Regions from separate parts of the Gossypium hirsutum genome. Here regions 1 and 2 are each linked to region 3. The links are chromatin contacts, called in public Hi-C maps. All regions are on one chromosome and are shown on one strand. Each heading gives the region's core, a stretch centred on a gene start, on an enhancer-like site or on the middle of the called end of the contact. The rest is flanking DNA. Distances are from core to core; before and after follow the strand shown.

Region 1 (4,398 bases), core at 449-2,948, 330 kb before region 3:
GTTAAATTGATTGGTGTGACATTTTAAAATATAAAAAAATACTCACTTGATAGCAAATTAACTAAAAAAATGATATTGTAATAAACTTAAATTTAATAAAATAATCTTAACATTGGTAACCATTGGACCTGAATTTTGAAATCTGAAAAGTAAATGGACTAAATTCTTAGAAATAAAAGTATAAAGACTAAATTCTAAATTTGAGAAGAGTACATGAACCCATGACATATAATAATAACCTATTTTTAAATATGTTTAGAATACTATAAATTTGTTGTTGTAAATATATATTTTATGCATTAATAATTTACAGTTTTTTGACATAACCATTTTATTCGTATTGTGTTTGTTTTATTTTGTAAGTATTTATCTTATGTTGTCTTTAAATCATGCATTAATTATTTAATGTTTTGCTTAGTTTATTATCATGATTCAATTTAAAGGAAAAATATGCGTTCATGCTCTTAATTTTTAATGATTTTTTACATTATTTAAATCATTTATCTTAGTAATTGAAATTTAGAGAATGTATTTTATTATTTTAATTTTAATGTTAATTTTTTTATTTAAATAGATTAGTCTACTCATTAAACATAATGTCATGGTTCTTTTTTTTTTATAAAAACCAAACAAAATAATCACATTAATATATCAAAAACTAACAGAATCTTTGCGAATAGTTGTAGACCTTTATTTTTGTCAAAAGCCATCTTGGTAATGGGTCAACTTCTATGTTCTCTTCTCTAGGAATATATTCAAATTTTCATTGACCCATTTCCAATAAAAGCTGTTGAATATGTCTGATAAGTGTGGAACAAAATGTAATTGAGAATGATTCTTGAATGGCCTAAAGAACCTCCATACTATCCGTTCGAATCAACACTTTGTCACATTGCTTACTTTGTAGTAATGTCAAGCCGTCTAGAATACTCCATAACTTAGCATTGAAGGCAGCGCACTGTCTCAACCTTTTGTTAAACTCAAGAATCCACCCCCATGGTGATCCCTCCACACTCCCTCGACAATGACAACCCCCGAGTCTTGACAACGCCATTGTATTGTACTTTTCTCAATCCCAATTTATTTCATAGTTTGCATAAGGTTTAACTACAAAATTGACCCTCAAATTATATCACTTTTCTCACTTAGGTACTTGAAAATTTTATTTGGTCAAATATGGTATTTGAATTATCAATTTTGTCTCATTTTACTCCAAAACGTACGATGTTCAATAAAAACATACTATATGGTATGTTCTTATTGTTTGGTAATGTGTTTTTAGGTAAAATGAGAAAAAAATAGATATCTAAGTAAAAAACTGTAATAAAATTTGGAGGTGAGCTTAAATTTAAATTATGTACCTAAAAAATAAAACATAATTAAATAATTCTTATTTAATATAATTAGAATCTAGTTATATATAAAAGGAGGATACAAAGGGCACTAAAATTGACACATTAAAAGTTTGTTATCAAATCTACAGTGGACATTGGGTGAAATTGCCTCCGCCTCCTTAATTTTGCCACATCTAGCAACATATTTTCTAACCAAAAAAAGATATAATATTTCACACAAACCTACCCACGCATTATTAAGCCGTATATTCCACGTGCATGCTTTTCTGAAATGTATTGGCCCGTGACTGTCACGTGAAATGCCTGCATCTGAAACGGACTTTACTTTCCAGAGGTTACGGTGAAGAGGAGGTCTGATCTGAAAGAAAATGATGAGGTTGCAGTTTCTGGCCTTACATGTTCCCTTTTTTGATAGAACCAACTTTGCCACCGTTGGATCTCTCTTTTCCGAAACATTTTGGTTCTAATCGAACGGCTCAAAATCATTTAAATGAAAAAGAACTTGCAAAAAATAAGCTATGTTAGGGCATATCCCACAGCGAAAAAGGGAAAGCTGCTGAACAGGAAACCAAAAAGAAAAAAGGAGAGTTTTTCATAGCACAAAGCTAACTCCTCAAGCTGAACAAAGAAGCAGATGAAACCGACGCCTGGCGGCAGTAGCAGCTCTAGTGGCGGTGGCGCTGAAGGGAGTCGAGCTGGACTCGCCCGTTTCCGCTCAGCGCCAGCCACTTGGTTAGAAGCCCTTCTCGAGGAAGAAGAAGAGGACCCTTTGAAGCCTAGCCAGTGCTTGACTCAGCTACTAACTGGAAATTCAACCTCAACACCCACCATTCGAAATTCATTGCTTTTTCCCAACTCAGCCTATCCATCTGGGTTGTTTGAGCCTTCTGGTTTCCAGAGGCAAAACAGTTCTCCAGCTGATTTTCCTGGGAATAATCCTGCTGCTTCCTCTGATGCCTACTTCTCTAACTTTGGAGTTGTTGCAAATTATGACTATTTATCGCCAACTATGGATGTTTCCCCCTCGAGTAAGAGGGCTAGCGAGCTTGATACGCAATTCCCACCAACAAAGTTCCATTCTCAGTTGGTAAGACTAAGAGATAGCCATACTAATATTATATTTCAACTTCCACAGCTTGTTAGTTTTTCTATTATATGGATTTTGAATACTTCTGTTTTTTGTTTTTGCCGTCTTTGAATTGCCTGTGAAAGGATAGATATTGATCGTCATCTTATTATATTCTTTTTAGTCTTCTTTTAATGTTTTAGGCTTTACTATTTCTTTTCAAAGCTGACCAACTAATGGCCATACATTTTTAGCCAAAAAGGAAAGGATAAATTTACTCTTTTGAGCAAAAATATATATGGTTGAATCCCCATTTTTTTTTTTACAATACCCTTTGTTTTCCTTCTATTTTTGGGTAGAAAGGAGAGCCAAGTGATCAGATTTCTGGTGGGATATCTAATCTTATAGATGTAGATATGGAGAAACTTTTGGAGGATTCGGTACCTTGCAGGGTCCGTGCGAAGCGAGGGTGTGCTACTCATCCTCGAAGTATTGCAGAAAGGGTAATTGTATTCATTTGCTGATAATTAAGAAGTAAAATGGTGTTTATGTTTAGTTCTAACTATCCATGACTATTTTTGTTAGGTTCGGAGAACACGGATTAGCGATCGCATTAGAAAGCTTCAGGAGCTTGTCCCCAACATGGATAAGGTAGGCTACATCTTGAGATCTATTTTAATCGGAAAATTCAAGTTCAGTATGTAGCTATCATTCTACAAAAGGACTTTCTAACCTTATTAATGTTTCATCCTAATTAAGTTTAATGCGAAATGTATTGATTTGTCTGACTGGCTACAAGAGACATAAATGAGATTGAAGAACAACTATATATCAATAGAGATTGGATAATTTCGGTAGAATGGGCATTTGTAGCTTATAGCGACACTTAAAGCACTATTTCTCTATATCTAGTATATAGTTCCCAGTTTTATATGTTTAACTGGCTAAGTTTTTTATTAGAGAACTAGTTCAACTTGGAGGATGTCGGTTATTTGCAGCCTTAGGCTTTAAGTGTGGGGCTGGCCGCCCCAGTACTTGTCATGTTTGTAACCAGGATTTTATTACTATAAGTAAATGAAGTAATTAATCATGGGGTGGCCATTATCCTATTTTTAGTGACAAATATCCTCTGTGTTTGTAAGAAAAGAGAAGGAATTTGTCAAAATTTCAGGGTCCTAAAGGTTCATGGAAACACATTAGAAAAGAGATGAAACTCTAGTTCCTTTGGAAATGGTTGCTTAATGTTCAACTGTGGGATGTGGTTGGTACTTCTTCTGCTGATGGTTCTGATAGAGCTTGAGTGCCTATTAAAAGCAAAGAGATGTGTTTGATTCATGGTTATATATAAAAAGTTGCTTTTTTATCAATAGAAAGATTTATATCAACTCCATAATTGTAGGGGGAAAGAAGAGTTATTTTGGTGGAGGAAAGGCATTTGAAAGATCTCTCTCTTAGATTGAAATAAAAAAACTTGCGATATGGATTCATACTTTGTTATGCTCAGATCTTTAAGCGATTTAAGTTGATCAATGTTTTTCCCCCATTAGCGTTACTGTTTATCATATAAGGCATAAGCCAAATGGAATTGGCATGCTTAGGGTGCAACGGAACTTTATATCCATAACCTCTAATTTGAGTAAAACTGTAGTACTTCATATTTTCTTGGCTGTCCTATAAATTTATGTTCAGGTGAACATTATATCATGCATAATCTTCTAATGTTAAAGCAAGATATATTCATGTATTATTTTAACTTTTTATGAAGTAGGAGGAATTTCTGTGGATTTCAGAAACGATGACATTTCTGTTAATACTACTTGATGTAATGTCTCAATAGAAATTTTCTAGATTTATTGATGAGTTCACTATCTAGTAGTTACAAAGTTGAAGTTGGTAAGTGTTAAAACTTAAATATGATAGTTATGTCTTTTCCTATTAGCTTAAGCTTTATTTGGTTTCCCAAATTTAACATAGTAT
Region 2 (4,184 bases), core at 1,564-4,063, 260 kb before region 3:
GTCGCTGCTGGTGAAATAAGTGAAAATTTAGTTGTGGGTTTGCTATGTTGTATAAATAGATCTTGTAAATCAACTATTCATATGATTAATTGATACAGTTTAGTTTCTTTGTTATTTCATCAGTACATGTAGTTTTAATTAAATAATTGAATCCTTTTTATTTGTAAACTTTGAGTTAAAAATTATCCACATGCCATTTTATTTAAAGGGTTCAACAGCTCAAGAAAAACAAAATTTATTTTATTTATTTATGTTGAAATGATATATTTTATTCATTTCTTAGGTATCCCAGGAACATGGGCTAGAAGCTATTTACGACGTGCTTCGCCTAGCATAAATATAAGATCTTGCAGAATATACATAGAGAGCCAATCCAAGGGCACTAAGTGCAGCAAGCAGCCAATAAAAGTAATCAAGATGTGCCCTGTTAAGATTATCTGCAAACCAGCTATCTCTGCCATCTTTACCAGTTACTGTCTCAATTACAGAGATGAGAAAGCTACTTAAGAAGCTTCCAACACCAAGGATGCTAAGGTAGAGTGCAATACCGATGCTCCTTAATTCATTTGGCATCTGGTCATAATAAAATTCTTGGAGACCTACTATTGCCAACACATCAGATAACCCACACAGTGAGTATTGGGGGACCAACCACCATACCCTCATTGGAACTGTCACGTTTGGCTTGTCTACCAACCCATGTTCTCGAGCAGTTTGAAGCCTCTTCATCTCTACTAAAGCAGCAATCACCATTGCCATAGCAGACACAGCAATTCCAGTTCCAATTCTTTGAAGCGTTGTAATTCCTCCTGGTTTCCCAGTGAAGGCTCTTGCTAAAGGAACAACTATTCTATCATATATAGGAATGAAGAGAAGAATTGAAAAGCTAATGAAACACTGAAGTGTGGCAGCAGGTATTTCAATTCCTCTTGTAATTGATCTGTCCATTGTAGCACCTTGCTTAGTAAACAATGTCGATGTCTGTGCAAAAACAACTGCATAAATCAAGCATGTAGCCCATATTGGTGCAAGCCTTAAAACAGCCTTTGCTTCTTCAACCTCTCTCATGCTACACACTTTTCCTTGCTCCATTGTACTGTCTGGAGCAAGCAGGGCTTTGTCGAGGAATCTGCCACCACAATAGAAAATCCATTCCATATCAGTTTATTTCCTAATTTCCTTTAGATGAAAAAATATATCACGTACTTGAATTGCTTCAAGCTTTCCTCTGTAGCAATTGCTGAAGAAGCTATTTTACGATTCCTAATGGCCAAAATGAAAACTCGACCAATCCTCACAAATGGGCTTTCTTCATCCCCTTTGACACTAAACCTGTAAGTCATTGTTCCAAGCACAAAAACAAGCAGTCCAACAGCCATCACAATAGCAGGTATTGCAAATCCAAGAACCCAACTAAGGTTTTCCTGGATGTAGTTTAAAATCAAAAGCGTCAGTAAGATACCAGCAGCAATACTAAAGTACCACCAATTAAAGAATGAACTCTTGGCTTTGCACTCCACAGGATGTTCTGCATCAAATTGATCAGCACCAAATGCTTGAACGCATGGTTTGTGCCCACCTTGTCCGAATGCCACCAGATATAGTGAGAAGAAAAATAGTATCACTTGATACTGAAGCATTGATGAAGTGTTTAATGTGACACTATCAGCATTTGGGGCACCGGAAGTGGTGACAGATGGAAGAGTGGCTGACAGAGTCAGCAAGCCTAGCCCCTGCATGTAAATAAAACAATTCCAGTTCAAGTCATTTATGGAAAGCAACTACCGAATGCTCTAGCAAAAAAAATTAAAATAATTCAGCTTATTCTGTTCAATTAACCATCAAATCTTCAACAGGAAAGCTAAGTCAAGCGACAAATTGCTCCATTACAAGTCGATGTTAGAGCTATTTTTCTCAAATCTTGAATTGAGTTTCAAAGTAATTGTTTGAGCAATGGAAGCAACTTCTCTAATTTGAGAATGACGAATGAGTTCAAGAGAGCTTGAGCCAGGGACGAAGCTGGGCGTTGACTTCCTTTGGGTAAATGGATTAACTGCACTTTTAGTCCTCCTAAAATTAAAAGATTAATTTAAGCATTCCTGACACAATTTTATAATTTTATCTCTGCCGACACAAAATTCTTAGCTGAATAGCTCAGTGGATCATTGGAAGAAATTATGATGAAGCATTCATTTGTTGTTGGCCAAAATGTAAATAGAATTACCAAAATGTAAACAAGGGAAGCAAGAATGATGGTACGGTATCGGCCAAGAAAAGAATCAGCAAGGAAAGCACCCAGGAGTGGGAGAAGCGTGGCCACCCCTGACCAGGCGTTAACTTGTGCAGCGGCGGCGGCAGTGGATAGACCCAGAGGCCCCGTCAAGTATGTTATGAGGTTTGAAGAGATTCCATAATAAGCAAACCTCTCAGCAACTTCAACCGCAATTATGAAAGAAGCCGAAGTCCATCCACCGGAGCTTGAACGGTGCACAGGTCTGCCTTTGAAATCAAGGCAGCCTTTAACTGAGTCATCTAAAAGTGGAGTTTCAGCAGCTGCAGGATCGGACATTGCAGTAAGCTTTAGTAAGTGTTTGGAGCGGAGGAATTTATGGGCAGCATTAAAATATTACAAGATAATTGAAGTTTCAGCGGTTCCATGGTTATTTAAAAAAATAATAATAAGATATTAAACCTGTGAATAGCATGGTCTTTCTTTTTCATTATTTTCAAATATTTTATTACCAATGGCCAAAAGAAAGTAAAGTTTGAACAACTTTTACATAAATTTTAGTATATATTTAATGATTGAAAAATAGCTACTCTTTTTATTTCAGTAATATAATATATGTAATTTAGTGAGAGAAGATAGGTACGATATGGGTTCTGAAACGTGAATAATTAGTTGGTCCAAATAAAAACAAAAACATCCACTTTCTATGTTTACCTTCAAAAGATATCATCTCTTTTCTACTTCGGGAAAATTCATTCCGTCCCTGCCTCCTCTAATTCAAGGCTCTTGGTTAAATATCACCATCATCGGGACACAGGAAAAACTAGGAAGTTATCCAAGACTAAACTTGAAATATTAACTTTGATAGAGATTAGAAATAATGACGATGATATTCTAACTGTTGTAGTGATGAAATTAAAATTAATAGTAAATTGTGGCTCTTCGTCCACTTTATCTATTTTTATTTTCAGAGTATTTTTGAATAGTAAATGATTTCATAATCATTTTAGACTCACATTGTTTTTAGTTTTATATACTTTATTATTATTATTATTATTATTTCTCATTGTCTAAAAGGTCTTCTCTTTTTCTTATGAAAATTGTGAAGTTTTTGCTTCCTCTTGTATAACTTTTAATCTTTCTTATGCAAGCATTCTTGCTTTTTTAAGTATTTTTAGGGATGGATTTGTCACCATCCACTCCAAATTAGTGGATACTCACATATCTGGAATACGCATAATATGCTACCTCATGAAAAACCTTACCAAGAAAACCTAATGGGTTAAAACCCCGATTAAAAGGAAAAAAATACAACGCGTCTTTACTCCCCCTCATGACAACATCACATGATATCTGATATTCTATATATTCCAATATTGAATATTAACTTTACAAATAACCACTTAAACAAATTTATCAATAATCATAGCAAAATTTGATCATGATCATTCTATAAAAGTATAAATATGTATTTTGATCATTTTATAATCTTCCTTCAACTATTATTTACTGAGTCAAATTTACAACATATGCTTAAATCATTTCAATTTGTATAAATGTTTACGCAAATATATTGAAAGTTCCCAGGAATTTCTATATGTTTTTATCATTCTAAATCCTTCAAAAATTTAATAAAACTTTTACTATATAGTGATTCATATGAAAAGTTGTAACAATAACTATTAGATACATGTCTAATTAAACTACCAGACTAATAAGAAATCTAAATGTTATTATATCCATCACAAAAGAAAGTTATTGCATCCACCATACAAAAATGTTATTGTTGGAAAAATGGGTTTGGAAAACGTAGCGAAAAATAAATTTAGGGAAAAACCAGAGTTTTAAAAATTTTTCCAAAACAATATCTTGGTTGTGATATCTAAAGTAATAAAAATTTAATCAAATTTATACTTTTTCAATTCGTTTAGAATGAGCGCTTCGACTGAGTAGT
Region 3 (4,304 bases), core at 267-2,766:
AGTGTAGTAACATACCTCGCACTCGCAACCAATAAACACAACACATCCAAAAAAGTATCCACGACTGCAATTTAAATCCCTACATATTTTGGACATGTATATACATCATATTTACATTAACATCTACAGCTATGAATGTAGAGCAGGCGCATATATAACTGGAAGAGCCAACGCTGCCGAGTGCAGAACAACATAGAAACAACTAGAAGAAAGATAAAAAGTGGATATGAGAAAACAAAATTTGTAGAACCAATTAGGCTAATCTGCAATGGGGCAAATCGAAAACAACATATCTTAAAAGGAGAAAGAAATAAAGAAATAAGGGAAAGAGAACAAACTAAAGAAAAGGAGGCCACCAAAAGCGCCAGCCAAGGATGAATAAACGAAGCGGCGGAGAGTGAGATCGATGCAGGCGTCCCATTTTGCGTTCATGTCATACTTTGACGGCGTCAATTCCTTGTCATCCCCCATTTCAAAGCCTTATGCAGTACAACTATTACTTTCGTTATTTCTCGGAATTTTTGCTCAGATTTCCATCTTTTAACTTCGTCTTCGTTTGATTCTCCTTTTGTTTTCTGGGTAATCTGCCGCAATGCCTCTCAGATAGGTACCGCTTGTTTTCCCTTTTTTTTTTGTTCTTTTTTCTTTTCAACTTACAGCATCCATCGATAAAATGGGATCAAGAACAGCAAGGGCCCAAAAAGCCCAATAATAGAAATGTCTCAAAATCGCTCAAAAGATGCAATAATAGAAACAAGGTCCAAACAAGCCCAGCTCCCCACAATATTCAACTATTTCACCCTTGCTGTCATCAGATTAGGCGGGAAAGGAAGTGCCAAAGGATGTTGGGGAAGTAGAGATGCAAGGGGGCCACACCCGTCGTCAGCATGAATGCCTTCGGCAGGAGACCATGCCTCAGCCAAACTCAAAAAGGGACGTTATCGACCACAATTGAAGCCAGTCACGAGCAGCGACAAAAGAGACATATTAGCCATAAAAATGGCCTCAACCACTAACAGAAATAGAGTTTGTGTGACGAAACCCGAGGACTATCAAGCTCCGACCAATGAGGAACTTAAACGGTGGCGACCCCATCCATGCCCCCCAAAAAATAACAAGGGCTAGCAAGCAAGGAACACTAACCTGGAAAAGAAAAAAGAAAGAAAAATATAAGTAACGTCAACTAAGGAGTTGCAAATGCTAAAATGGTAGAGAAATGGAACTAAACAAAACTATCGTTAGTAAAGAAAGAAGCCAAAGAGGCTTGGGCTAGCCTCTCTCATAAAGATCTTTGGCCAAAGATCCACTCGTCTCGTCGAACAAGATCCAAAAAAAGCGAACAGTTGTGCCCATCATAGGAACTATAAAAATAGAGGAGGAGATTCTTTTCTGTTGAAGAGGAAAAAAAAGCAAGAGAGTAGAGGAAGGGATGACAACGGCTAGTTTGGCAACCAGCCCTGTTTTTGGCTAGATAGAAAGCAAAGTCAGTGGTTGTACTGTTTTATTTTTACTATCATTTTTTAGCTGGCTGGAACCACGAAAAGAGAGAATGAGATGGTTTTATGTTAAAGGGGAAAAAAGCAAGGGAAAAAGATACCAACATTTACTTAACTTTCAATAGTGAGAAATCAGTCACTAATCATTAATATTTTTGAAAAACGATAAATTAATTATCCGAGCCTATTTTCTGGTATAGACCTAACGGGACAGCTGGCGTGGCCCTTTAGGCTATCATGTTGGACATTACTAGATGTCCATGTTGGATCTGGTGTCCTAAGTGTAGTATTTTCATCAAAGTACACATGTAATTTCCCGACCAAATTAGTTAATAAAATTATTCATGAATTACATTAATACTTTGTATATTATCCTCAAGTATTTTTGTACGCAAACTAAAATGGAAGTAAATGTTACTCACTAGTTGTCTATTATTTAATTAATATTTAGCAGTATTACGTGGTCGGATCGTAATATAGAAAGACAACTTGTATTAATAGACAAACCTAAACATGTCCTTAGTCTAATCGGAAATGAACAAACCGATTGAAAGACTAATATTTCATCTATCAAGTCCAATTTGGGAGATGCTTTATCTTGGGCATCAGAGCAGATGACTCCCAGAAGATAAAGACATAGATGTGACTGACTGGACTGACAGTACATCAAACTGGATCCAAGTCGAATAGATCCTAAATCCGTTTATGGATCTATTCCCTTGTGACGTTCATAGTGTGGCATACCTAAATCCTAGGTGGATGGCGGACTATGCATGCGTGACTCATATACTTTGATGTAAGTAAAAGCCCGAGTTCAAATAAATAAGGAGCCGAAAGTTGGTACATTGAGTATACGGCTTCTACATTATGTAATGTCATTCACAATAGTGGAATTCAAAACCTAAGACATGGGAAAATTATATCCTTTTATAGGCATTACATGGTTGCTGAAAAGTAAACGTGGCCACGGGTCATTCGTCTTTGTGATAGATGACTTGATCACTATTTGATCATCATTGACTTTTCATGAAGGAAGATATAATGGTTACCATGAGATAAAATAGGATTATATTAGGAAAACGGATATTATCTTAAAGAGATCAATGATAAACTATGAGGGTAACACACTTATGACAAGGTCATTGGACGAATGCTGAATAGTTGCTTTCGTAATGGTATGCCATTAGGGAGGACTCAACCACAATACTATAGTGAAATGTCTTCATGATTAAATGAGTTTATAATTAATAGATGAAAAGCCAAAACTTAATTAAAAATCATTTGAGCCTTAATTACATATGTCTAATCGATCCCTCTAATAGCTCGTTGAAACCAGAAATGAATTACGTGTTTGAATCAAAATGAACAGAATGAATAGAAATAGAGAAATGAAAAACATTCAAAAATGATTATGGTTTTCTCTAAAATGGAGAAATGGAATTGTTTGGAAATAAATGTGGGTTTTAAAAAAATGGAAATAGAAATGGAAATGAAAATGAGAAATGATCCATTTGCAAATATATGGATTACTCAGAAATGACCGGAAGAATGAGTTTATATTTTTGAGTAGTTTTAAAGCCCAAAAATGAAAATAAACCATTCAGTCATAATGAATAAGTTGAGTTGTGAAATATTAAATATATTTTCTTGGAAATTTTACCAGGGGTAAAGTCGTCATAATTTTACAGGGGGTAAAATTGGGATGAGAAAATTATTTAATTGGAAAATTAATATTTATTTTGGAAAGTAGAAAAATATGTACTGGGTTGGATTAAATTATAAAGTGTTGAGTTAAAAATTTAGAAAACACATATAATTGGGTTCAATACAATGGAAGGCTTGAATCCCCATCATAATACATATGAGGGGAAGCACACCCTATTAGCCCATCTCCCTTTCCTAGTTGGACTAGAAAGTTATTTTTCAATGTTAAATAAAACTCTACAATTCAATAAAGGTTCTACATTCTCTCCCTATAAATAGATGGCACTGGTAGATCTATTTAAATAACTTTGAGATATTGTTATAATACCGAAAAATAGAGACGATTTATTCTCAAATATTAAAAATATTTTTTTCAGAATAACAATTATACCAGTTTCTATTAAAGAAGACAGAATTTTTGTTTTTCATCCAAAAGATAAAAGAAAACTATTCTACTTCTGTGTTTTGATTCAATTGGTTCGACTCCACACTCAAAATAGTTCGTGGTACGATAATAGCGGAAAAGATCATTTGGAACGATAAACTGGTGGATATGATGGATAGAAAGATAAATGTCCAATTAAACCTTTTGAGATATAAATCTTTACAAACTCAACTAATGGCTCTAATCAACCCTCCAAGAAATCATCATTAACAAATTGAAGGGTGAAAAATGAATTACCACGACTCCTTGAGGGAAATCGAGAAGAAAACTACTTCTAAAAATCATAAAAAATAAATCTTGCACAAAGAAACAAACTTATAGAGTTGAAAAATTTATTAATAAAAACAATTGTCTGCTCAATGAACAATGAAGAAGACTTTATATAGGCTAACTAAATAAATCTAAATAAAACTTTTAAGTATACTAAAACTCTAATTAATCTAAATAAGAAGTAGTTTTAAACTAAACTTTCTTATTGACATAAAATTCCTAAATAACTTAAAATACTTAATAATAAATTTAGAATAATAAAATAATAAAACAATAAGAGCTGATGAATACAATATTAGGCTCATATATAATAAAAATTACTCCTATAACCTGAACCCAATATGATTTAAACTCGAATTAAAAGTCCAAAACTTGTAATTCTTGTCATA

The links. Hi-C and Micro-C count contacts between places; a contact is called where the count stands out from the background.
Region 1: a Hi-C map of leaf shows a contact between it and region 3, with 2.8 times the contacts expected there. The contact joins the promoter of LOC107918573 here to the promoter of LOC107918283 in region 3. A contact is called at or near these places in 11 of 34 Hi-C or Micro-C datasets (anther, callus, hypocotyl and 3 more).
Region 2: a Hi-C map of leaf shows a contact between it and region 3, with 4 times the contacts expected there. The contact joins the promoter of LOC107920422 here to the promoter of LOC107918283 in region 3. A contact is called at or near these places in 20 of 34 Hi-C or Micro-C datasets (anther, callus, cotyledon and 4 more).

What each region holds. Positions count from the first base shown.
Region 1 is chrD13:42,771,451-42,775,848 of Gossypium_hirsutum_v2.1, reverse strand. LOC107918573 (transcription factor bHLH81) reads left to right here and starts at 1,698. Exons shown (of 5, transcript XM_016848159.2): 1 at 1,698-2,442; 2 at 2,781-2,924; 3 at 3,007-3,072. The coding sequence starts at 1,990.
Region 2 is chrD13:42,709,915-42,714,098 of Gossypium_hirsutum_v2.1, reverse strand. LOC107920422 (protein NRT1/ PTR FAMILY 5.10) reads right to left here and starts at 2,813. Exons shown (of 3, transcript XM_016850135.2): 1 at 2,225-2,813; 2 at 1,207-1,733; 3 at 220-1,129. The coding sequence starts at 2,569. The coding sequence ends at 313.
Region 3 is chrD13:42,445,129-42,449,432 of Gossypium_hirsutum_v2.1, reverse strand. LOC107918283 reads right to left here and starts at 1,516. Exons shown (of 3, transcript XM_016847811.2): 1 at 339-1,516. The coding sequence starts at 471.